Regions from separate parts of the Mus musculus genome. Here regions 1, 2 and 3 are each linked to region 4. The links are chromatin contacts, called in public promoter capture Hi-C maps. All regions are on one chromosome and are shown on one strand. Each heading gives the region's core, a stretch centred on a gene start, on an enhancer-like site or on the middle of the called end of the contact. The rest is flanking DNA. Distances are from core to core; before and after follow the strand shown.

Region 1 (5,953 bases), core at 1,834-4,333, 700 kb before region 4:
AACGGGAAAACACATTTAAACTCGGAAAGTGGGAGACCTGGGCCTTCTCTAAGAAACCAAGGAATCTTCCCAGAAGTTTTGTTCTTGTGCTATTTTCAAAATATGCATTTTAATTTTAAACTTAAAGATAGCAAATACACTTATTTTTCAGCTGCGTTTAATATATTAAGATCCACCTAGGGTGATTGGTGTTTCTGTCTCCTCCCGACACAAGTATCATTTCTTAACTGTTGAGAGCATAAATTCGACTACCTATCCTGAAGTATTCCATTGACTGGTTTGTTTGTTTGTCAACTGTATGTACCCAATTGTGCTATAGAACATTAAAAACCACTCTTCCTAGGAAGGCATGGTGGTATATGCCTGTAATCCCAACATGTGGTGCGATGGAGGTAGGAGGACGGGGAGTGCTAGGAAATCTACAGCCATATAGTGAGTTCAATACCAGCCTCCATGCCATGTGTGTGGGCTGAAATGGGCTGAATAGGTCTGTCATGGATAAGCGCAGAACAATCTTAAAATAACTCTGTGTGAAAGGTGATAAACTTGCCACAGTCAGTTAAAGAAAAAGAGAGCCTACAAGTAATTACGGCCGGCCTTCTGAGGCCACGAGCCCCGGGTGCTGGGGCAGAGCAGAGCACGGTTAGCTGGACCTCATAAAGCAGGGGCTTAGACTGAGCTGAAAAACTTTACCGAGATCCACACAAAAGCTACAGCTGTGTATACACTTACACCAGGTGCCTCTCTCCTGAGTATTACAACAGTCTTTTCTACTATAGTCTCGTGGATGACTAGAAGCCAGAAGACGCCTCAAAGCTTATCGAAGAGCTAGGATTATAACTAAGCAGCAGGGTGTGTATTTAACGTGCACAAGGCTCTGAATTCCACCCCTGGCACTGAGAAACAAAACAGAGCCAAGGAAAAACCCAACACACACCCAAAAGGCAAGTGTATAAGCAATAAATGAGCATCCTGAAAAAGAACACATATGTGCCTACACGTCTAAGGATGGTTACACAGACATACAGTTGACTGCGCACATGTACAGGTATAAGTGAGTACAAGTGTGAAGTCATACAAGTTCAGGTTCCTTGTCTTCATTCAGATTTAGTCAGCATGGATGGAAAATATTGGGAGGACGAGGGATTTAAATTATTGTTGGCGTGCACTATGTAGCAAGTCCCACCCTGATCACGTCTGCATTGGACATGCATAGATGTTATTGGTCATCATTCTCTCAGTGATCCAGTACAATAGTGAGTCCCATAGCACTGACATTGTGTTAGCTATTAGAGACACTCCAGCGTTTATTTTCAATATGTAGAGGACTCTGCATGCTACATGTCAATGGCATGTGATTTTATAGGAGACCTGAATAACGGAAGATTAGGGTATCCCTGGGGTGGGGGGTCTTTGAAGAAATTCCCTTGCAGATATGGGAAAGAGGGATGACTGTATCTGGAGGAGTAGGTTGGAAAGGGGGCTTAGTTAAAGGCCGTAATTGGGTGCTTGTATTTGTGAAGGCCTTATAAAACAGCTAGGTTCCCATCTCTTGTCTCAGCGTGTGACAATCGTGAGGGGCTGAGACTTTAGCTCACTGGTAGAGGACTTACCTTGAATGCATGAGTCCCTAAATTCATTCCCACTGCTGCAAAAATGTACAAACAATTTAAAAGGAAGGACCTGCAAACACCAATCAAGTCCCGCCTCTCTTACTGCTCCTCGATAATAATGGCTCTCTGAGTTCAGGAAAAAAGCCTTATCTCTCAACTGTCTATGCTTATTTCCCTCTCTCTAAGCTGGTCTGGTCTAGGGCGGCATTGGGCACAGCCACTTTCTTGGCACTACTGGAGGTGACTGCTGCACCTGTAGGGATCCTCTGACGTCGTCAAAGGATCGTCAAAAGTATCAAAGACCATAGAAAATAGAGAGAACACTTAACCTGTTCCTTACTATTTCTTGGCGGGTCCGAAAGCCATAACCACACTCAGGTTTTTTGGAAATAACCTTCGTTTCCTATATCTGGGGTAGGAACCTGGTGCTAAGTTAATGCAGATCCCGAGGTTGTCGCAGGATTCCTCTCCTTTAATGAGCAGGGTTCTGCCACTCAGGTTTCTCCTGGCGAGACTTCTCCCTCTTCCTTTGGGTAGATGTGCTTTCCCCGGAAAGGTGCCACTGTCCTTCAAAGACTAGCCCTCTGGTGTCCACATTTGTAACAAGAGGAACTTTGAGAATATCAGCAAAGAGGAATATATGTTTAATCTTTCCAAACAATTTTTAAAAATAATAAAAAATAGCATAGTCCCGCGCAAATGCCAGTATGACACACAGGACGTGACCTAAACGGAACTTCTAATGGGAAGAACTTAACGCTTTTCTGAACGTCCTATTGCAAGATAAACAAGGAAACCCCTGGGTTTGAAGACACCTTCGTTAATTCTTCCGGGTGCGTAAAGCCAGGAAGTCAAGGATGTGAGCAGAGTAGACAGGGAGTGTGAACTTGATTAATTCTCAGGAGCCAGTATTAGGATTTCAGGTGTTCTCACTCCATTCACGAAATAGGATTGGGCTCTCAGGATCCCGCAGCTGCTGTGGTGTGCTTTTTATCTGAAGATTTTTGCATCCTTTCCACCTCTCTTTCCCGCCTTCCTCAGTATAGGTTGTTTGTGCTCGACCTCTACCAACATTTAAAGGTACAGAGGCTTTGAGGGTGCCAAAATAGGGAAGACTTTACGACTGTCTTTCAGCCGTCCAGGGAGAGTGATAAAAGGTAAGGGGCGTGCAGACTTGCCTTTTCTTACCCAATCAGGTGCACAGGAAGATGTCTTTCTACCAATAAAAATAAAGTTAGCTTTCCGGAGGCGGGAGGGTGAGCCGTGACTGCCAGTTCTCCAAAGCAACGTTGGAGGCGAGGACCGAGAGTGATTAGAGGTAGGTCCAACCCGGGGGAGGGGGCGGGGCGAAGGTGGGGAAACTCTGAGCGGCGGGGAGGCCGGCCAGTGGAGGGCGAGGACCGCTGTTCCTGGTGTAGTATCCTTCGCCAATCAGGAAGGCGAGTGGGTGGGCGGGGCAGAGAAGGGGTGGGCAGAGCTCGCAGCACTGCCGGGCGCCCGTCGGGCTCTGGGAGAGACAGAAATCCGGTTAAAATCAGAGTCGGAGGGAGGTTTAACCACGAATCGGTCCCGATCGGATTATTCCTTAAAGGGGACGCGCCATTGTCAAAGAGAACGGAGCCTGGGGCCCGAGGGCGGGGACCGGCGGCGCTGGAGGAACGAGGCAGCTGCACGGGACTGGGGACCTGGTAGGTGCTGTTTGGGGAAAGGCGCTTCATTTCACTTTCTCTTCCAGCGCGGGGGCAGGATCCGGGATGCCCGCCGACCGTCGGCCGTAGGATCCGGGATGCCCGCCGACCGTCGGCCGTGGGATCCCGGGTCCCCGGCCCTGGCCCGGCTGCCCTTCTTGCTGCGAGCCGCGAGGGAGGCGGACCGGGATGGGCGGCTGCGGCGCCGACTGGGGAGGCTCCTAACGGACGCGGGCGCGGTACTGAGCCGGGGTCAACCGAAAGCCCGTCGGAGCTGCGGCAGACCCGTGGGGGAGCACCGCGCGCCCCGCTCTGCTGCGCGCCTCCTTCCCGGCCCGTGCCCGGCTCTCCCCGCGCTCCCGGCTGCCCTGGTCGCGCGCCGTCGTCTCCACGCTCGCTCCGCTCTTCCCGCGCGCCCGGCTGCCCTGAGCGCGCTCCCTGCGCCGCTCGGCGCGCCGGCTTGGTTCGCACGCCGCGGGTTCACCGCGACCCGGGAACCGCCCGGCGAGGAAGCGGGCGGCGGGGCGGTGGCGGCAGGCGCTACTGCTGGGTTGATCATCCGACCCGGCTGAAGGTGCCGGCAGGCGGCCTCGGGAGGAGAGGCGGCGGGCTCGCGCTGCGCGCCGAGGTTGCCGGCCCGGCCGGGCATTGTCCGCGATCCTCCGCCGCGTCTCTCCGCCCACTGCTTGCGGTGCTGGGAGGGGTGCGGACCTGGGCGCAGAGCCCACTCCGCCTGAAGCGACGGCGCACCCCCGGACCCGCGCCTTTCCGGAGCCGGGGTCGGCCCGGCGGACGCCAAAGTCACCGCCCGCCGCCGGGCCTGTGCAGCCCGGGCCACCGGCTTCGCAGACACCGGCGCTGGCTCCTCGCGGTCCGGAGCTCAGCCGTGCAACTTTTCTTTGCCTTCTAATGGGAGTTGTTGCTTCCGGGCGGCAGGTTCTCCCGGCCCGGCCGAGCCTCGTTTCTTGCGTCTGCAGAGGCCGATATCTAAGGCGATCTGGGGCCTGAATGCTTTACTACTAGTCCAGCTTTGTTCCTCATTACCTACAATCGCTTTGCTTGTAGACTTTCGAGGATATAAGTCCCAGGTTGCTGTGTTAATAAAAGAATAAATAAACGGGTGGGGGAATGGCTGAGGGGCTAGAGCTTCAGACAGAACTAAATGTGCTTTAACCTTTGAACTAGGGAAAGTATTACCGGGACTCCACGACAGAAGCTCTTCGAGGAGGGTAGAAGGGTCTGTAGGATTGGGGGGGGGGGGGAACAATGAACAACTTTTGATGGAAATAAAAGTTGGTTTTATAAACTGCTGTTCCGCCTAGCAGGTGCCTTCCATAAAGTTGATCTCCCCTACTGAATGCAGGCATTGTAACTACTTGCAGGCAGGCACTCTTGCTATTGGTGAATCAAATAAGAGGTCTTTGCACTGTGAACATTCTGCCGGTGTTGAACTTGTCAATACTTGCAGCAGAAATCATAGCTAGAAACAACACATCCCTTGTTGGAGTCCTTATTTAGAAAAGAATGTTTTCATAAGCCTTCATTTTGACAGTTTCTTGAGCAATGGTTTGTAGAGCGCTTGGAGGCGGCAAGCTGCAGCCTTATCAAGGAAGTAGCATCCGGCCTATGATTCTTTGGTCTTATTTTTGTTTCTTATTTTCAAATGTAGCCGCTGATCCTGGTTGCCTTGTGCTCTGTTACAGTATTTTGTACTTTGCAAGAATGAATTTTGTTGAGACACCTGGCCCGGGTGGGTTTTTTCCTTCCTTTAAGGCAATGCAGATTTTAAAATTTGTTTATCTTTAAGCTACTGTCTAAGAACTCTTGAGTGAATGCTGAACGTTCCCAATCTCAACAATAATAACACAGAAACTATATTTGGGAAACAAGTCCAACTTGAGACATTGATACTTGAGAGAGAATTCCCTTGATAATATCCATTTTTGTTCCACCTTATTATTTTAATTCTCCTGTGTTAACAATATCAGGCAAGTACCTGGTGGGCATAGTCTTCCTTGCTTATTATAGGAAGGAGGTGTTTAGAACAAATTTAAAATTTCCCGTTTTTACTTCCTTATTTAGTGGCATATTTAGACAAGAGACTTTCTAAACTTTAAAGAAGATCACACAAGGAGAAAGTGTTCAGGAGTGCTTACCTTTGAAATGCCTATGCATTATGTGCTGAATGGCATGCGTTTTTCTGTTTTCTGTGTACTGCATACATATTTCTAGATAACTATGAGTTATGACTGCTTAGAGATTGTTGGGAGAGCTGGGATGGTCCGCTCTGCCTTATTTCTTTGCAGATCCAGTGTGTAGCTGTATATTCAGTAGAGGAACTGTTTGAAGTCTGGCAGGAAAAGATGCTATCTTACAAAGGCTGTGGAAGATACATTGTTCTCTAACTGATACATATGATGCAAACTGCTCTCCTACTGAGCTGTATCCTCAGACCTAATGAGCTAGTTTTAACAGTAACAATTCCTACAGCGAGGCTTGAACCCAGGCCTTCTTGAATGCTAAGCAAGCACAGGACCACTGAGCCCAACACTCAACTTCCCCTATCCCCACTGGAAAACAACAAAATTGTTTCTGAGCAAGATTATACCAGTAAACAAAAAGTGGTTTTCAGATAAATCTATCTTAGCTGCA
Region 2 (6,545 bases), core at 3,022-5,521, 730 kb before region 4:
AACAAACAAAAAAGTTAATTATTAAATTAATATTAAATTAATTGCATATTAATCTTTTGTCTAGTAGCTCAGATAGAAATACAACAGCAAGCTAGTTTTCATCTGTCCTTATTTCTCTCTTCAAGTTGGAATTAACATGTTGTAATTAAAAAAGTATCTTATTGTTCATTTATCACTTTACTTTATATGAAATCCTGCCTTCAGATAGATCACTGCCCTTCAATACAATTTAAGCATAATGTTACTGGTATTTTAAGTGACACACACAAAAGCATAAATTTATCAGAAATAAATCTGGACACAATAGTATCCATTATCTTAACACATTACATTTCATACCCACATACCAAGTCTAGTCTTTCCATGGAGAATCTTGGATTAGCCGATTCTCAGGTCAACTTACTGCACCTCCAGGGCCAGACTCAAACTCAAGACCCTTCTGTCTCTGCCTCCTAAGGACCAGGATTGCAGGGGTTTCTTTCTTAACCCTATGTCATCAAGTCTTTGGAAACAATTTGTTGCACCATAAATGCAAACCATCCATACTAAATTTATTTCCCCAGACAAATAGTATACCTTAAATGAGTACTCTTATAAATTAAGTATCTTGATGTTATCATCTGACCTTTATTTTTTATTTATTCCCTCTTATTAACCTTTTAGAAAACTGCCATTTTACATCCTTTAAAAACTGGAATACTACTATGGCATTCCTATGGAGGTCAGAGGCAGCTTTTGGGAGTGGTTTCTCTCCTTCCCTTGAGTGGATTCTATACACTGGACTCAAAGCTTGGCAGACTTTCCCACTGAGCCATCCTCCAGCGCCCTTCCTTCTTTGTTTCTACCCCTTTTTAAAATCATATCCTGCAGGGCTAGGGGGATGGCTCAGCAGCTGAAAGAACTGACCACTCTTCCCGAGGGCTGGCGTCCACATGGTAGCTCAAAACAGTTTCTAACTCCAGTAGCAAGTGAAGTGACACCGTGTTCTGGCTTCCTCAGGCCCTGAATACATGTAGCCCACAGACATACAACACAGGCAAAACACCCACACATATCAAATAAAAATAAAGATGCTTTAAAAATCCTTACAGTCAGCCAGGCATGGTGGCTCACACCTTTAATCCCAGCACTCAGGAAGCAGAGGCAGGTTGGATTTCTGAGTTCGAGGCCAGCCTGGTCTACAAAGTGAGTTCCAGGCCAGCCAGGTCTACAATAGACAAACAACATCATTATCCTAATCATAAGATCTGTAGTCAGAAAGCGAGAGTTGATAGTCTAATAACTCCTCACTATAGGGAAAGGCAACAAAGGCACCAGTTGTTACAGCAGTCATTAAATGTAAGAGTTAAAACCCCAACCAAGCCTGTGACTCAGACACACCTGACTTGGAGAAACAACAGTGACTTACCAGCTACCGCGTAACACAAGTAGACACATTTAACACCTCTAAGTCTTAGTTCCTTCATCTCTAAAGGGAGAGAACTTTACTAACCTATTTTCATGCTATTACTACTGACAATTTCCTTAATCTCTATTAGTAATAACCACAATATCCCAAAAGTGTCCCAATATAGTCTATAAATTATACTTTCAAACATGCATTTAGGTCAAGTTTGTAAGTGAAGGTTTTGGATGGAATTATGCTAATTAGAAAAAATGATGAGCCAGAGCTGGAGCGATGGCTCAGTGGTAATGTGCATGAACTGCAAACACTAGGCTCTGAGTTCTGATCACCAATACACATCTAAGGAGGCAGAGACGGAAGATCCTGCGGGCTCATGGCTGGCCAATTTAGCCAAATGATGGAAACTCCAGGTTCAGTGAGAAAGATGGACCAGGTGTTGGTGGAGACGCACGCCTTTAATCCCAACATTCAAGAGGCAAAGGATCTCTGTGAGCTGAGGCCAGCCTGGTCTACAGATCGAGTTCGAGCACAGCCAAGGCTACACAGAGAGACCATTTCTCACTGCCTTCTTCCCTCTGCACATGCACATACACAGGTACCACAGAACCACCCAAGAACATTCTTTAAAACAGTTCTTAGACAGGATAACTCACATCTGAACCAGAAGCACTCTTCATGGCACTCTGCAAAGAGTCTCCACTCCTCCTCTGTCGGAATATAACCGCCTCCTATGTCTTTTAAAGAAAGATTGGAAGTCATTTTCTCAAAAGCCTAAAAAGTTAGCTTTGTCTACTAATAACAAGAACATTTAAAAAATAAAACTAAGACAACTGGCTTGTCACTTATTTTTAAAATCAATTTTGACTTCCTACAGAATTTATTCTTACTACCCACTAGTCAGACAGGCAAGACACGGTGCTAAATGAAAATATGTAAAACAAACCCCCACCCCTGTTCAGATAATAAGAAATTTAGAGACAGTAACAAGAGAATATTTAAGCTGCGTGTGTGACTATGTCACACCCATAAGACCAGCCCGATTTCTGTTACTCAGGCAAATAAAATGTCCTTACCCAGAAAGTGTTACAAATTATAAATACTTAATATGGAAGTTACCAGGAGGGGCTGGAGAGATGGCTCAGCAGTTAAGAGCACTGACTGCTCTTCCAAAGGTTCTGAGTTCAAATCCCAGAAACCACATGGTGGCTCACAACCACCCATAATGAGATCTGATGCCCTCTTCTGGTGTGTCTGAAGACAGCTACAGTATACTTACATATAATAAATAAATAAATATTTTTTAAAAAGTTACCGGGAATAGGTCTTGACACTTGTGCATTCGGTTCTCGAAAATCAGCCCTCCCATTCATAGTTCCTGTATCAGAAACATTTATATCCAAATATTACAAAGTATCAGAATAAACCCCCCTAACCAGTCTACCTGTAAATCAACAAATATTTACTGAACATTAAACATTTTTACAGTTAGTTGTATTTTACGTGCATGGTGCTTTGCTTGTATACACTAACATGCCTGGTGCCTGAGATCAGATGACACCTGATCCCCAGGAACTGGGAGTTCCAGATGGTTGTGATACTGTGATAGGACATGTGGGTACTGGAAACTCTGCAAGGGCCAGTGCTCTTACCTGCTGAGTTATCTCTTCAGGCCCCGACTTTTACATTTCAACTACCTGACATAAAAAAATAACTGAATGAAAAAGGGTCATAAACATATCTGAACTAATTATTCACATTCGACCCTTTGATTGAAAAACGGGTACATCAAAACAATGGAAAAAAATTCCCTTCTAAGGCTAGGTTATGTTATTTCACATTATTCTGTACCTTGACTCAAAAACAAAACAAAAACTACAACCATATCCAAATGATTAGGGAAAAACCTCAAGTCACTTCTAGGTTTCCAATTAAAACGAAACTGCATTGTATCCCCTAACTCAGCAGTCAAAAAATAATGACGTCACATTTTCTGCAGGTAGCTACGCTAATGGCAAACTTCCCTGTACCAGCCCAAGTAATCTTCAAACATCTTAAATAAATTTTAAAATCCAAGAGCAAATATATTCTTTCGCCTTCCTTTAAACTTAGACCTCAGCATTTCAGACAAAATAAGGAGTACGTCTTCGCTGAAACAAACGCATCGCAGTATGACTTACTGGATGCCAACAGCAAAGCACCTTTCTGTAATTCGTTTAGTCACTAAAATCATCACCTATTGCATACCTATATCCCTTCAAAGAAAAAGGTTTCAGAAAAGGTAAACTGAACTCTTGGACAGATGAAGCATTCAGAGGAAGCTTCTCAAACTGCAAAACCCTACCAAAAAAGAAAAAAAAAAAAAAAGAAAGAAAGAAAATCTCGTCCCCAGGGAGGCTGGAGGGCAGTGCGACCTGTCTGATCACTACAGCTCAAAGCTGTAATCATAAAGAACAAGGCTCAAGCGAGGCAGTAGCCGCGGACGCCAGCACTCCTGTCCCTGACCTGCCACCCCACCTCGGCCATCGCGGCTTTCCCCACCCCTCCATGCAGGTCTCCCGGTGCCCGAGTCACCGGCGCTGCAGCAGAGCCCAGGCCCGCAGTGCGACCGGACACCTCCGGGCAGGAAAATGGCGGCTGCGGGCGAGGGTGGGAGACTGGCGGAAAGCCGCGCCACCACACCCACCTCACGATGGAGGCGGCAACGCTGGGAGCAGGACCCGGGGTAGAGGCCGGGAGAGGACCCCAGAGACAGGCACAGCGGACAACGCGGGAAGCGGGGAGGGGAAAGAGGGCAGCTTCCAAGCGATCGCCAAGATGTCACCCACACACGAGCGCCAGCAGGCCGACACCCGGAAGCAGTACCCTTGACGGGAAATGACGTCAGGACAGCGCTGGGAAACAGCGGCGGGCCAGTTTCTCAATACTCACGGATGTCGATCACGCCCCGTCCAACTAGTCCCGCCCCTTTCACCGCCCCCCACCCCGCCCCAGGCCGCGGCGCTCCAGAGCTGCACTGCGGCTGCGCGAGTTAAGGCCTGCAGCTCAGCTCTGCCTCTAGGTTCGATGCTCTTGTGACATACCCCAGAGACTGTTCAGTGACAAGCCAGTAGGGACATTTTGGAACCCCTCCATCCTCAAGTCCCCTCCTTATCCCATGACTTTCCTTGGACTTCCCTAATTTTAAGATTTACAGAAATTTTCTTATGCTTTAAGCCTCTAGGCTAGGTAGTGAATTTTAAGCGTGAACTCTTAAGTTAACTGTCAGAACCTCCAGTCTAGTGTCCGATTGATTCTAACACTAGAGTCAGGATACACTCCAACTCGGAGACTCAGAATTTACTCATCTGAATAACAGAAATAATGTGTGTTTCACAGTTTTGGGTTAAAACAAGTCTGAAAAGGAGTTTAGGCTCTGGGGCTGTATTACCAGGAGACTATATTTTAATGCTAGGAGACCAACTTTTCGTCAGAGCTCAGGCTGCCACTCCTAACCACCAACTATTCATTTCTTACACTGATCCTAGGCATGTTTACTGAGTGCGTATACTGAACCAAGTCCTGAAAGTATATCGTTGATACCTCTGATAGCTCCAGCCCACGAAGTTATGAACTCCTATAATTGTCAGACTTCCCACCATTCCTCATTTCATATGTTTTTCACTGGTTCTATGGCATCCACGAACTTGTCTGTATGCTTATTTAAGAGAGAAAGTCATGTAAAACATGAATCCGGAGTCATGGCTAGACCTCTATGGCTCCTGAACCCCACACTAAGGACGAACTCAAACATAACTTGGGTGAGCTCCAAAGCCTTCCTGGAAGCTGATGCCCATCCAATGGAGAAAGGCGATAGGATTTGTTAACCATCTTAGACCCTTGCTATGGCACCAGGAACGTGGGGATCACCAGAAATCACGGAACTTTAAGCTCAGCTGTGAAAGCCTTGGGTTCCATCCTTGTGATCAGAGCAGCTGTGGTGTACCCACTGGAGACCCTCAAAAGATTGCTTCCACGAACATGCCCTCCTGAAGAGTCAAGAGCTCAGAGGCACATCCTTTTCTCAAAGGTACAAAATTGAGCATATATGCTTGGGAGAAAGATGTATTAAGAGGCATAGCTGGCAAGCTGCCCATGATTTGGAAAGTAACTTTAATTAAGCTCATTAGTTCACCAAGCATGACTTGATGGAATTATTCCTTCCATTTGCCATTGTTCTTTGAGAGGAATAGAGACATCCCTGGAAGAGTCTTTAACAAGCACTCTTTCAAATATCTTCATTGAGCAAATAGCCAAGGCGGTATCAGCCCAGCTTTACCTGTTAGATATTACTTTTGTTTTTCAGAAGTCACTTTATTTGTTTTTAAGTATTTATTTATTTTTATTTCTGTGTGTGGCTGCATGAGTCTATGTGTACCATGTATACCCCCACAGGTACAGGAACTGGAGTTACGGGCAGATGTAAGCTACCTGATGAGGGTGTAGGAAATTGAACCCAGATAATCTGAAGGACAGTAAGTGTCCTTAGTTTCCAAGGTATAGCACCAGCCCTGTTAGCCTGTTAGACATTACTGTGAAACCATTATTAAAGGAATATGTCAGAGTATTCCTTAATTCATAAAAATTCAAGCAATCTAATGAATTTCTTCTTGACTTCAGTGACATCAAAGTTTCCCTTTTTAGCTGCACTCTTTTTTTAATTTTAATTTGTATTAGTGTGTGTGTGTTACAGCACTCTGTGGAGGTCAAAGGAGATTTTTCCAGGGTTGGTTCTCTCTTTCCACCTTGGGATCAGGGGATCAAACTCAGGCTGTAAGACTTGTGTGACTGCCAGGCAGTGGTGGCGCACAACTTTGATCCCAGCACTTGGGAGGCAGAGGCAGGTGGATTTCTGAGGTCAAGGCCACCCTAGTCTACAGAGTGAGTTCTAGGACAGCCAGGGTTACATGAGAAACCCTGACTGGAAAAAACAAAAAACAAAACAAAACAAACAAACAAAAAAGACTTGTGTGACTTGCTAAGTCATCTCCTCAGTGCTGGATGGATTTTTAAGATTTAAAATTGCAATTATTATTGTTGCACTTGTGTGTGTGTGTGTGTGTGTGTGTGTGTGTGTGTGTGTCCTGCCTATGTATGTGGAAGG
Region 3 (6,114 bases), core at 803-3,302, 780 kb before region 4:
CAGAGATGGTTCACACTGGAGCCTGCCCTGAGTAGCTTGGCACATGCTAAACTAACCTCTGAGTATCAGCTATGCAGCCATGATCCTCAGGCCCTACACAATGCTGAAGTAAGGACCAACACAGACTTCATTCCACGGGTAAGACTTTCAGGGCCAAGCCCGGGGTTCTTTTATTCTAGTGTTTCATTGAAGGTCACTCCTTTGTGGAACTGCCTCGTGCCTTGTCACTTCGAGCACGCTTGCACACGGATGTACCAGCATGGTCAAACAAGGCTCATTAAAGGAGTTTGTGCTATAAGGGGTACATGCTTGCACACAGATGTACCAGAGTAGCCAACCAAGTACTATTTAAGGAGTTTGTGCTATAAGTGTGACCAAGGGTAATTTCTAGCTATTTAAAGCATTTTACTGGAACATTCTGGTGGGAAGTGGATATGCAAATGAGGCACACATACTCCGACACTCAGTGCAGCAAGATGGTGTAGGGTAAATGCCACTTTGAAGGTTTGTGTGAGGTGTAAGGGAGATGGCTCATCTACTTCGCAAGAACACTTAGAAAGCGCAGCTCTGAAAACCACAGCACCACAGGGGCTTATTTCTGACTTCTGGTAACAGAAAATAAAATTAGCAGGCCTACGTTACCTTTAATTTGAGAGTCAAATTGGGTCAAGGGAAAATGAAACGCCACAGGGAGAGTCTGCCGCTGTCTACTAGGGATGGAGAATCAACTAAACCAGCAATATCTTTTTTTTAAAAAAAAGTTATTTTAGTCATGTGTATGTGTGTGCAAGTGCTCACATCTGCCCACAGAGACCAGAGGAAGGAGTCTTGTCCCTTAGAGTGGAGTTTCAAGTTCTTTCAAGCCTAACTCTGGTCCTCTGGAAGAGCGGCAAGTGCTCTTAACCACCCAGCTCTGGAGGGTGGGGGCAGGAAGGTGGAGGCGTAATCAATCTTGTATTGCCAATTTCAGAGGACCGATCTTTAAATGATTAACATGTCTGTATATAGAGCTGAGCAGAAATCTGATCTGGAAGGCCAAAGGACACATTGCTGGGCTTGGTGACCTCCTGAAATGGGTATAAAGTCAACTAAAAGCAAGCAGGGGTGGTGCTTTCTCCACTGTACATTTCCCCAGTGGACTGTTATGGTGATAAGTACCCTGAGAGGACACAACTTTTCCTGAGTGTGAAAGAGAAGAGGGTCTTTTTCCAGCCAGGCTGGAGGCCAGGGTAGAAAAGGCCAGGACAGGGCCTGGAGAGATGGCACAGTGGCTAAGAGCACCTGTTGTTCTTGCAGAGGACTTGGGTTCAGTTCCCAGCACCCGCTTGGCAGCTCACAAGCATCTGTAACTCCAATTCCGGGGGGTGGGGGTGGGGGGTCCCGATGCCCTCTTCTGATCTCTGTGGGCAGCAGGAAATGAACTGTTAGTCACAGGATGTTAGTTTGGACAGAGGGGTGGGTAAGGAAGCCCCGTTGTGGGGGTTAAAGCTAGAAAATATAAGTTGCCTCTGGAATTGCAACTTCCAAATTTCCCCCCTCAGCACTGCAAGACTGGTCAGTCAGTCAGTCTCTGCAGACAGAGCGTCTTTCTGGAAATTCTTGTTCACAACACACACATACATTTACATAGATACACATTCACACATGTATACATGCATTCACACACCACCACTCACATACATGCACACCCTCTCATACTCCTAGACACCATCAAATGCACTAACACACATATACTTACACTCAGTCACATACAATTACATAGACATACATACATACATGTATACGCTCATATATACACTTACCCACACTCACATAATATAGGCACAGGTTTATGCTAACATATATTTACATACATACACACAGAGACACACATATATACTCATATGTGTTCACATATATACTTGCACATTCTCACATACATAGGCACTCATTTATAGTCACACATACTAGGATATACGCGCGCGCGCGCGCACACACACACACGCACGCACGCACACACACACACTCAGTGCCTTCCCCTCATAGGCTAGCCATTGGGAGGGTAAAAGCTTGGCAAAAGAAGGCTAAGGAACCAAGGTGGGCTGTAATTGACTCCCTCGGGGTTGGGGACCCTACCGGGCTGTCCCGGCTGTCCGCAGCACAGTGCTTTTGTTCTGAGGTGAATGCTTAAATCCGCCCAGAGAGGGGGTTCAGGGAAACAGTTGGAGTCGCCTGTGTTTTTGTTGGGAGGACGGAGTCACGTGAAAAACAATGAGGTAGAGTATAGCAAGTGTTAGGAAGAGACTGAGAAGTGGGGGCTTCTGGAAAGTGCTGGATTCTCCCAGTGTCACCAACAGAGAATGAGACTGCAAGTGGGGGCGGGCTGCACTTGCTGAGTCTTGAGCTAGCGACGCGCAGAGGTGCGGGGAGGAGCGAGCGCTGGAAGGAAGAGGAAGGAGGGAAGAAAGGAAAGATCGCCAAGAAAAAAGGTGAGGGGAGAGGAGAGGGGCCCTGGGGTTCGGGTTGGGGCGGTGGGCGTGTGCGGCGCGCGGGAGGGGTGTCTGCAGTCGTGTGTGTGTGTGTGTGTGTGTGTGTGTGTGTGTGTGTGCGCGTGCGTGCGCAGCTCCGCCTCGGTAGCACCCACCCGCACTTGTGAGCCCACAGAGGGTGGTGTGCGGGCAGGAGAGGTGGCCTGGGGCAGTGTCTTTCTCTGCTGGCTTTCCTTCCCGGGTGCTGGGGACTTGCGCAGGCCCTTCACAGACTGCACCGCCGCCGCTCCGCCGTAGCCAGTCTCCAACGCTTGCCTGCCTGGCTCCTCTCCAGGTGCCACCAACTCCTGCGACCCCAAGCAGGGGTGTAGCTTGGAGTTTTGCAGGCAGCCTTCTTGGAAGGGTCTAGCCTTTAAATCTAGCTAGCTGATTCTGGGCCAACCTCCCCTCCCCCGCCACAGACTGGGTCAGGCACCAGACCTGAGAGTGTGTGCGTGTGTGTTCACGCGCATGTGCCCAGAAGGTAAGGCTTGCTCAAAGCAAGCAACTGGGTTCTGGAAGACCCAGCCCACCAACACTGAGGTGTGTGGTTGCTTGCTTCCTGATTCTTGAGATGGCTCTGGGTCTGACTGGGAATTTAAAAAAAAAAAAAAAATCATCTAATTTGCCTATAGGTGGCAAAGATTTCCTAGGGTCTTAATTCCTAGAAAATAAGATGCCCAGAGCCACTCTGACAATTGTTCCCCTACTGTTCAGACACCTATCACTGTGCCCTGGTCCTGTCTTCATTTCTCATCCCCATCCTTGCACAGCTTAAGACTGCTGTGCCCAAGTCTCAGATGACACAGTGGAGGCCCAGACACTTTATATCCCTTATTCCAATTCTCAGGACCTGCAAAGAAAGTCAGAATTAAAACTGGTGTGTTGCAGGACATTGTTCCAGACTTTTAACAATGCACTCGGGTGGCAGACAGATCTCTGGGAGTTTGAGGCCAGCCTAGCCTGCACAGGGAGTTAGAGGACAACGAGAGTGACATAGTGAGACTCTATCTCATGGGGACAGGTGCACACAGTCAGGCTCTTATTACCCTCTCCAGTATCTAACACTGTAGAGCATCATGTTACTCCCCAACAACACTAGGCACCCAAGATGGAATGTACAGGGAGGGGCCCTGGGCTTCTTTTTCTTGCTACTGAGTTACTAATGTAGAAAATACGATTCTATATGAGCTGTCTGTTTTGTAGGAGAGTCGATGGGGCCCAGGACTAGGGAAGAAGATGAGGCTCATGGTCCACTTGGAGAATGTCCATCTTTGCCAGCCCCGGGCCCTGGGATGGAGGCTGATGGCTTCTTCCCTGGTGATTGTCAGTGCTTCCCTCACAGTCATCTCCTTGGCCAATGATCTTTTTATTCGCTCGCCAATCCTCCTTTGGGTTCCGTGTTCACATTTTCCAGTACTCTCTGTAGACGAGTGTGTCCCTGGCTTTAACGTGCATCCCTATGATGGCCATTGTCAAATTCATCTCTCCAGCCTTCCCTAATCGGAAATTCCAGAGCCAGATCCCCAAATACGTTAGTCTTTACTGAATAAAGGGTTTGTACCCAACTACCCCCCAGCTCCCAAGTCCAATATTTCCTAAGCCAAATCTCTCACCTTCATGCGTCTGGAAAAGATCTCAGTTTGGGTCTTGGGTTTCTTATCTAGACAGGTTAATCGCTGTCTAAACATGCCGCCCTGCTCCCGGACTCCCCGACTCTAACCCTTGAAAGCTCAGGAGTACAGTGATGGCTGGGACAGACCTTTATTATTCCCTGTTCTTGCCTCTTGGACCTTCTCCTAGTGAATAACTGCTGACTTACCAGTAGCCCCCCTTTTAGCCTGTGCTCCTCCTACGGTGAGTTTACTTTGGCTTTCATGGCCTCCTTGGCATATCACTGACACTCAGCACACATTTGGATACTTATTAACTTTTAATAACACTTTGAGACATTTTAAAGACCTAGTTTGTAGGCAGTAAAACATGTGCACAATAAAACCCATCACTGTTGGTTAGTGTGGGTCCATGACAGGATGTATAGGTGTGTATTGGGGAGTCTTTAGAAATTGAGATTTAGAGACTAAAGAGACCTAAGTTCAATTCTCAGCACCCACATTAGGAGGTTTAGAGCTGTATATGTGTAACCCCAGCTCCAGGGCATTTGACTCTCTGACCTCCATTAACACTGATACATTATTACAAATTTTAAATCTTTTTTGTGTGTGTGTGTGTGTGGATAAAGGCACTTGCCACCAAGCTTGATAACTTAAGTTTGATCCCCAGAACCCACCCGACAGGAGAGAACTGACTCCTGCAAGTTTGTCTCTGACCTCCGTGTGTATGTGACATAATGTGTCCCCACTACACCCCCAATAATAAATAATTGTTTAAAAGCTCGAGTTTCTACATGGCTGCAGGTTAAGACAGATAACGAAGTGAAAGCAGTAAGTTCTCTGTCAGTGGTGCTGATGTGAGGGGTGATTTGAAGCCTGGGGCATAAACATTCAGACCTGGTGTGTACAGTGAGTCTCTTCTACTTCTCTTAGTCCTCAAAACAAGGAGGATACAGAGCACTCGACGGCAATAGAAGAAAACGCAACAGCGTCATGGCCTCAGTGTCCACTCATGGGAACCAAGAAAAAAGCCCCCACTTGCCGCCACTGAGCAAGCAGGTAAGTTTGAGCTTGAGATTCTGCCATCTGAAGAAAACGGTTACAGGAGACTCTCACTAGAGCCTGTCATTGGTCAATCAGCCACGACTCTGTGTGTGTATGTGTGTTCCTGTACGCAAAGGCCAGGGATTGATGTTCACCATCTTCCGTAGTCAGTTCACATCATTTCCAAAAAATATTTATGTGTTTGTTTATTTGTCCATTTGTTGCTTATTTACTTAGCCATTTCTTTAGCGTGTGTGTGCTGCACTCACACATGCCATGGCTGGCGAGTGTGTGGAGGTCAGGGGACAACTTGCAGGAGTCATTTCTCTCCGTGTACCATGTGGGCTCAATGGATTGAACTCAAGGTCATCAGGCTTGGTCACCAGTGCCTTGGCCTGCCCAGCCAACTCGCCAGCTCTCCACTTTATGATTTGAGACTGGGTCTCTCACTGAACCTGGAGCTCAGTGGTTCAGCCAGACTAGCCGGCTTGTAAGTTACAGGTGTCCCTCTGTCTCCGCTTCTTCAGCCCTGAAATTACAGACACGTGCCACTACACCCCGATTTTCAAGTGGTCCTGGGGATCCAGACTCTGTCCATCATGCTTGTGTGGCAAGCACTTTACCAGCTAAGACGTCTCCTGACTCTTTTTTTTTTTCAAATGCTTTTTCTCAGCCAGGCTCTTTGTCAGATGGACACAGGAAGGAGGAAGGAAGATGCGTTTGGGCTGTCTTGAAAAGCACGTTAAAATTTCTGTTTGCAAACTCTTTACTCTTCCCCCTTTAGAATCTGGCTTAACTCACTCAGCACAGCAGTCAGTTGCTGAGCAGGCATTCTGAGGCAGAGCGAAGCTATGGTTTGTCTCTAACAGAATAGCACAGAGCCTTATCTTCCCATTCTTGTCTCCCAGGGTTATGATCCTGGACACACGCTGCTGCATGCTGCTTTTGGC
Region 4 (6,753 bases), core at 2,807-5,306:
TGAAAGACCCTAGTGGGGAGACCCCCACTCAAGTCCTGAGATGGCGCACGCACCCAAAGAATCATGAGAGACTGACACGTATCTCATGCAGGAGACAGAGGGGTCAACCATGAGGCTCAGAACCTGGGGGTTTACATACAAAAAAGTTGGGGGCAGGGGAAGAATTGGCATGGTTACACATAATTGGGCAGTTTAAACATCAGCAAATTGTACGTGCAGAGCGAGGTAACAGCAATTCTGAGGGGCAGGTGATTATCTATGTCAGCAGAGCATCTGGTTAACATCTAACCCATATCAGAAGGGCTGGAGACAGGGAGGCACCATACCAGATGGCCCATATCTCAACTGAGATAGTCTGGACTTTCTTGCAGGTCTCTCTTATCTTTATGGCTAGCCAGTTCCTGGAATGACTTAACAGCAACAGCCTTTGTTCTTTGCCCTAGGCCCAAAAAGCCCTCCTAACTAGCAAGCTGCATGAGTCATGGACCTTGAATTTAATTTTCTTTCACTACATGCCTCAGTAGTATGTTTGACCTGGCATTCCATCAGAGACTGTGTAATAGTTTACATAGTTTCACAGTTAATTGTGGGGAGTGGGTGTGGCGGTAGTCCCAAGATGGCACCCGGGACTGCAGCCAAGTCTTATGACTTGCACCTGACTTCCTCATACACCCGAAAATAGGCCACGCCCATCGTGAGAGCTGCGCAGGTGCACCATGACGCAAGATCAGGCCATTTGACGAAGGCCAATGAACTGAGATTACACGGACTGGGCAGATGGGGCATGGTTGAGGGGTTATATAAGGGACTGCGATTGGGGGCTAGAGAGAGATTCCTGCTTGCATGTTGAAAGGTTCCTGAATAAACTGCTTTGAGAAGAATGCTGTGTCATCGCTATTTTCTGCTGGTTGGAGACAGAAGCGACAGTTAATGTCTGATGACATTAGGGTTGTGCTATAATTAAAGTGTGCACCCCAAATACATTATATAAACTTAATACCTGGATTAATAGTTTGATGGTTTTTGGAGCTGAAACCTTTGGGAGGTAATTCCAGCTAGATGCAGTCACGAAGGTGCAGCCCCATGGTGTGATTAATGGCTTTAAAAGAGAGAGGCCAGAGCTTGATTTTCTTGTTATTTAACAATTTAATGTCTCTTGCCATGTTATGACCCAGCAGGAAGTTCCTCACCAGCTTCTAGCACTTTCCCAAGCTATAAGAATAAATCTCTGTTCTGTTAAGTTTAACTAAGGCACTCATAGTTACCCAGAATTCATCTGTGGCCTCGTGTATTGTTATAGCAACAGAAAACAGACAGAGGCCAATGTCACATTGCTTCTAGTTTGGAGCTATTTTGAACATCCTTCCAACAAACTCAGGTATATGCATTTATGTGTGTAGTTATGTTTTGCTTTCTTTTGGGTATATATCCAGAAATGGATGGAACTTCTTTTTTGTTTGTTTGCTTGCTTGCTTTTTTTTAAACAATTTTTTATTTGATATTTTCTTCATTTACAATTCAAATGCTGTCCTGAAAGTCCCTTATACCCTATCTGCCCTGTAGCCCCCCCCCCTCCCCTGTTCCCCAACCTACCTACTCTGGCTTCAAAATGGAACTTTTTAATCATAATACTTTGGTAGTACATCAAATCTATTTTTGACTTTTAAGCAGTTTCCACTCCTACCAGAAAATCTGAGCACTCCCAATGCTTGGGACTGTCACTTTATTCATCTTTTTTTCACCTTATTAAGTTTTAAAACTTTTTGTGGGAAAAGTTTTTTTTTTTAATTAAAGTCAAATACAAGCTCAAAGTTATATTTCTCACTCTGTAAACCCATAGCCCTTTGAAAAACATCAAAGAACCTTTATTTATGTTGCTATCTGAAATTTCAAAGTAAACATAGCAGCATGAAAAACTTGAAAATGTACTCTCCACTTACACATGCTCCTGTGTTGTTCTGCATGGTCAAGGCTTATGATGTAATAGTATTTGTTCATGCAGTGAGCTCATAACATTGTTTGATGTCAAAGTGGTTATCATTATAAATTCTCATTACATTCATGGAAAAATTTGAATAGGTGAAGTTTTTGCCTTTTAAAGTACTCCAATATAATTGGAATAGCCGTATGTGTTTTCCAGCTTTCTATGAACCATATCACATTCCTGAGATAAACTCCCTTAAAAAAAGGAAAAGTGTGCTTTGGTCTATGGGTTCCTGAGGTTTCAATCTTAAAAGACTGGCTTCACTGATTTGTATTTGTGGTTAAATGATATATCATTCTAGGCATGTGTGGTGGGGGCCAAATCTCATACCTCTAGGAGAGAGAAAGAGAGAGGAAGAGAGGGAGGGAGAAAGGGAGAGAGGGAGGGAAAGAGGGAGGAAGAGAGGGAGTTAGGGAGGGAGAGAGAGAGACAGAGAGAGAATCCTTCAAGGGCATACCCCTTGACTTAAACCTCCAGCCACTTACAGGTTTCATTACAAAGGCCGAGGAGTAACTAGTTTCCACGTGGCTTATCAGGACATTGCAGATGCAGAACATTAAAGAGAATTACACAATCATCATATGTCTAAGAGAGGAGGCCAGGAGTCACTTTACCTAGTTGCAACCCAGGCCCTGCTGGAGTGTTGAAAAAGATTTTTTTGGTGTCATTTATTTATTAAAAATTGGTTTCAATGATGAGACTCCACATGTTATTAAACAGGTATGTAAAAGAAAAGGAAGGAATGCTTGTTTGAAGCTCTCGATAAATATTAGAATAGTTTATAACTAATGTTTGGAGGACTGGAGGGAATGTGTTCTCAGGAAGGTTTAGTATGGAGATTTGGACAATGTGCTAACGCAGATCTGTGCTACACACCAAGGTTCTATGAGGGTCTCCTTATCATCAGCCACCTCAATATTCCCTCGACATTTACTGGTTTTGGATGAATTATAGGCCATGATGTAATACCTATGTACAAGAAATTAAAAACATGATAGAATTAAAGCTTAGTTTCAGCACAATTACCTCTCTATGCTTTAGTTTTCCCAGTGGTAAAATTGGAATGATAAATAAGGTTATTTTGAATAAAAAAAAATATTGACACAATGGACATGATGATGAAGGCCTGGAGCCCCAACAACTTCTAAGGCTGTGGTGAGAGAATCATGAGTTCAAGAACAGCCTAGATAATATTAAAAAAACTCATCTCAATAAATTATAAGTGTAAAACTTTGTATATGTGCAAACACACACACACACACAGACACACACACATATATATGTAAATATTTTGTACACTCCTGGACACATTGAATGGCATCTAAATATATTTGTGGTAAATGTTGGGAAATTAACTAAGCTGAAGGGTAATTTAAGGATTGTATAACTTCAAATATCAACAAAAATTCAGCTCATTTTCCAAGAGACCACTAAATGAATTTCTGCAATCTATACGTAAAGATTAGCTGCTGGCTTTCAGTTATTTTCCTTAATGAATCTACTGGAGGGAGCAGCCTTGAAAGGAAAAGAAGCAGTCTCTAAGGGAAAGCTTGTTTTAAAGTATAAAAGGTGGTTAATACTAGGGGCTAGATTTCATTGTGAGTTCTGAAAGCTTTCTCCACTCAAACCATTTTTTCCTACAATGCTCCCGTGGCTCTTCTGATCCTGCTCCCCATGGCGTCTTCTGTTTTCTAAGTACTTCCTGGACGAGGACCTGCCTGCTACCTGCAAGCAGCAAGACTATGGCGAGAACAACTGTTTGTGAATTTTGCCCTCTCTGAATCCTGAAACCTCGCGTATTTCCTGGGAGCAGCCGCCAGTAGCAGCATGCTCCCGGCACGCCCACCAACGGAGGCGTCTACTTTTCATGAGCCTCGGAACACTCTGGGAAATGTAGTTCCCCAAAGGCCGCGAACGACCGCGCATGCGCACTGAGCATTCCTTCGTCTCTTCCGGGAAAAAAAAAAAAAAAAAAAAAAGCTGCCTCGCTGCCACGCATTCTGCGGTCCGCGGGCGGAGGCTTCTGGGAGTTGTAGTCCCTGGCGGTGGGCGCCGTCGGTAAGGAGACGTAGCTTTTCGGTGCGGTCCACTTCAGCAGTTGGTTCCCGGCCGCGGCCGCGGCCGCACGGTCAGTTCGCGTTTCTGTGCCTACCGCACTTCTCCTGAGGCTGAGGAGAATTTCCCGTGGCTGGGTTTTTCCTGTCCCGGGTGGGCTCCTCGTGGCTCCGTGCTTCTTTTCTGCCCTCCGTCTTTTCCCTCCTCGCCCGTCGCTCGAGCCTGGGCTTGGCGGGACTCGCCCTCGGGAGACACAGGGCCGCAACCTCCTCAGACCCGGGTCTCCGTGTCGCGGGGTCCGTCCGCACCCAGCCTGACCCTGCGGTCCCTCGGCAGCCGCCTCCATCCTCGGACGCCCGTTCACGCTCCTTCTCCTTTATCTCTCCGCTGCAGGGATGGACGCTCCCTGGCGCCAGGTGGCCGCTGGCCGAGGCCGAGCCCGAGGACGGGCCACCGCAGTGCCCCTCTCAGGAAATGGAGTCCCTTTTGGTGGCGCTGGAGGAGGGCGAGCCAAAGGGTCTGGGGGCGCGGTGTCTTCGGGCCCCGGCCCCGGGGGAGCAGCAGCTCTGGCCCCTGCGGGTCGCGGGCAGCGCTCAGCTGGAGGCGAAGCCCCGCAGCCCCCGGGGGCCCGGGGTGAGGATGGCTCAGGTGAGGATGGCTCGGGTCTCCCGCCCCACCAAACTCCCCAAGTCACTTCCCTACTTATCGCTGGCTGCCAGGGCCCTCCAAGTCTCTCATTCACTTTTTAACAGCTCCCGGAGTTTAGTCTCAGGGAACCGTCTCCATTCAGGCAGATTTTCATCTCATCGCTTGCATCCTCATTTTAATTGATAATTGCCTTTGTTAGTCACTTTCTTCAATTGTGTGCAGCTGATTTGGTTAACTCAGTAAATGGATCGCCAGAGTTTGTTTTCTTTTATAATCTAAGATGTTTAACATCTGTCGTAAAATAGGACCTTGTGCTTTCGCATCTGTGTGTATGGTAACAGCAAGCTAGGCTAAGGTCTCAGAATTCCATTTACGAACAGATTGGGAACTCCATTCTTCATTAATCAACTCGACTTTCAAGACCAGTTGTTGATAGCCATCTTTCCCAGGCTACCTGACTTTTTGGACCCTGTAAGCGTTTTGGTTGTTGTTTTTAACTGATCCCAGTGCAGAAATTCCATGTCTTTCCATGATGTATCAGGTGTTGCCACGATGGATTTGCCAATAGCCTTGGTCCAAGATCTTTTAGGGCGACGTTGAGAGTGTTTATACATAACACTCCAGATAAAAGAGAGTGGTCCCTGAAAGTGTTTTGTGTTTGGAAGGTATTTTTTCAGAAGAGGTTTAAAATTTTTATTTCTGAAATTATAGTAGAATTGCATCAGTTCTCCCTTCCTGCTAGGAGCAAAATTGAGTCTCTGCGTGGGGTTTCCCAGGGTAACTTGAAAGTTAGTTTGCGTTGATTTTGCTGGCAATTGGTCAGTTAATCATAGAGGTGCAGTGTGCTATTTAGAGACCTATGAACAAGTTGGTAAGCTGGCTTGGGTTTTGTGGATAGTAGGAAAGCAAGCATTCTCTACATAGTATATAGTATATAGTATATAGTATATAGTATATAGTATATAGTATATAGTATATAGTGTATAGTGTATAGTATAAAGTATATAGTAGTTGACATTTGTGAGGAAGGAATAAGTTAAGACAATTACCTGGTCACTTTGTGTGGTGACATTCTTCCAAATGGTACTAGGTACATACATGTACCAAGTGTCATCTCTTCCCAATTCAGCTTTTTTTAACAACCCCCCCCCCCCGGCTCATTCCCAGAGATTAATGACCTCCTTGTAATTTTGAGATGTCTCACAGCAGTTACTGCTCTTCTTTTTCTGTGTTCTCAAAGATTTCTAAAGAAAGCCTCATATACATTATCTTCCGTTTTTACCCAAAACAGTCTGTTTTGGTTGATAGTCACCACTCAAATTAGCTGCAATAAGAAAAGGAAAACATTTCCTGAGGGAAAGAAAGGGTACAATATCCTTAAGTACAGATACATCAACTAAAATGAGATTCATTTTGGTGGTGTCTGACGAATGAAGTATGTTTTAGTTAGTGATTTAGAATAGTAAACTTTAAAATTCTCTAAACACGAGCACCAGTGCATACAATTGAGCAAGCTTGTGAGTCTTTTCCTAAAACACCATTGCTGTCTACTGCACTTGTTAGCTGGAGTACATACAAGCGCCAGGATTCTTACTCTCAGAAGCTGGAAGTCTCCTTGGGAACAAGTGTTATTTAGCATCTCTTTTCTGGATAATAGTAGAACAATTCAATCCCACTTTACTTTTTTTGGAGGGGGGAGTGAAATTGTTAGAAGCATGTTTTTTTGTATTAACATCTTGTGTGACCACAAAAATATCAATTTCACTTTGAAGGCTGGAAAGCTTTGAGCCTCCTACGAAGCAGCTAATAAACGCAGTAGAGAAACCGTGGATATTATCATTGTAAAGGTTTTGGGGGCTGGACTGGGTTCCTGAGACTGGTTTGAAGAAGCACTACCTCCTGTCACCCTGGCGTGCTTCCACTGAGTATAGTCCCCATCTCCTAAGTCAGACTGTATAATGTATTTTAATGATTTTTATTATTTATTTATTTTTGAGACATTGTAAGACTATCTTACTACATAGCTAACCCTGGCTGGCCTTGAACTCAGAGATTCACCTACTTAT

Evidence for each region. Promoter capture Hi-C pulls out the DNA fragments that hold promoters and counts their contacts.
Region 1: a promoter capture Hi-C map of pre-B cells shows a contact between it and region 4. The contact joins the promoter of Fryl here to the promoter of Nfxl1 in region 4. A contact is called at or near these places in 5 of 39 promoter capture datasets (cranial neural crest, liver, neutrophils and 1 more).
Region 2: a promoter capture Hi-C map of pre-B cells shows a contact between it and region 4, with 4 times the contacts expected there. The contact joins the promoter of Ociad1 here to the promoter of Nfxl1 in region 4. A contact is called at or near these places in 6 of 39 promoter capture datasets (the C10 cell line, cranial neural crest, liver and 2 more), 1 of 484 Hi-C or Micro-C datasets (pre-B cells), 1 of 115 datasets of contacts at active chromatin or transcription factors (extraembryonic endoderm stem cells) and 1 of 9 other capture datasets (adipose tissue).
Region 3: a contact with region 4 is called in a promoter capture Hi-C map of cranial neural crest. The contact joins the promoter of Ociad2 here to the promoter of Nfxl1 in region 4. A contact is called at or near these places in 5 of 39 promoter capture datasets (cranial neural crest, hippocampal neurons, liver and 2 more).

Annotation. Positions count from the first base shown.
Region 1 is chr5:73,253,748-73,259,700 of GRCm38.p6, reverse strand. Fryl (FRY like transcription coactivator) reads left to right here and starts at 3,083. Exons shown (of 63, transcript NM_028194.2): 1 at 3,083-3,301.
Region 2 is chr5:73,290,520-73,297,064 of GRCm38.p6, reverse strand. It overlaps Ociad1 (OCIA domain containing 1), which reads right to left and starts at 4,271. Exons shown (of 9, transcript NM_023429.4): 1 at 4,089-4,271; 2 at 2,718-2,780; 3 at 2,059-2,139. The coding sequence starts at 2,775.
Region 3 is chr5:73,334,885-73,340,998 of GRCm38.p6, reverse strand. Ociad2 (OCIA domain containing 2) reads left to right here and starts at 2,052. Exons shown (of 7, transcript NM_026950.4): 1 at 2,052-2,468; 2 at 5,054-5,179. The coding sequence starts at 5,114.
Region 4 is chr5:72,556,948-72,563,700 of GRCm38.p6, reverse strand. Nfxl1 (nuclear transcription factor, X-box binding-like 1) reads left to right here and starts at 4,056. Exons shown (of 23, transcript NM_133921.3): 1 at 4,056-4,112; 2 at 4,433-4,687. The coding sequence starts at 4,435. Gm34144 (a long non-coding RNA gene) reads right to left here and starts at 434. Exons shown (of 4, transcript XR_001784872.2): 1 at 1-434.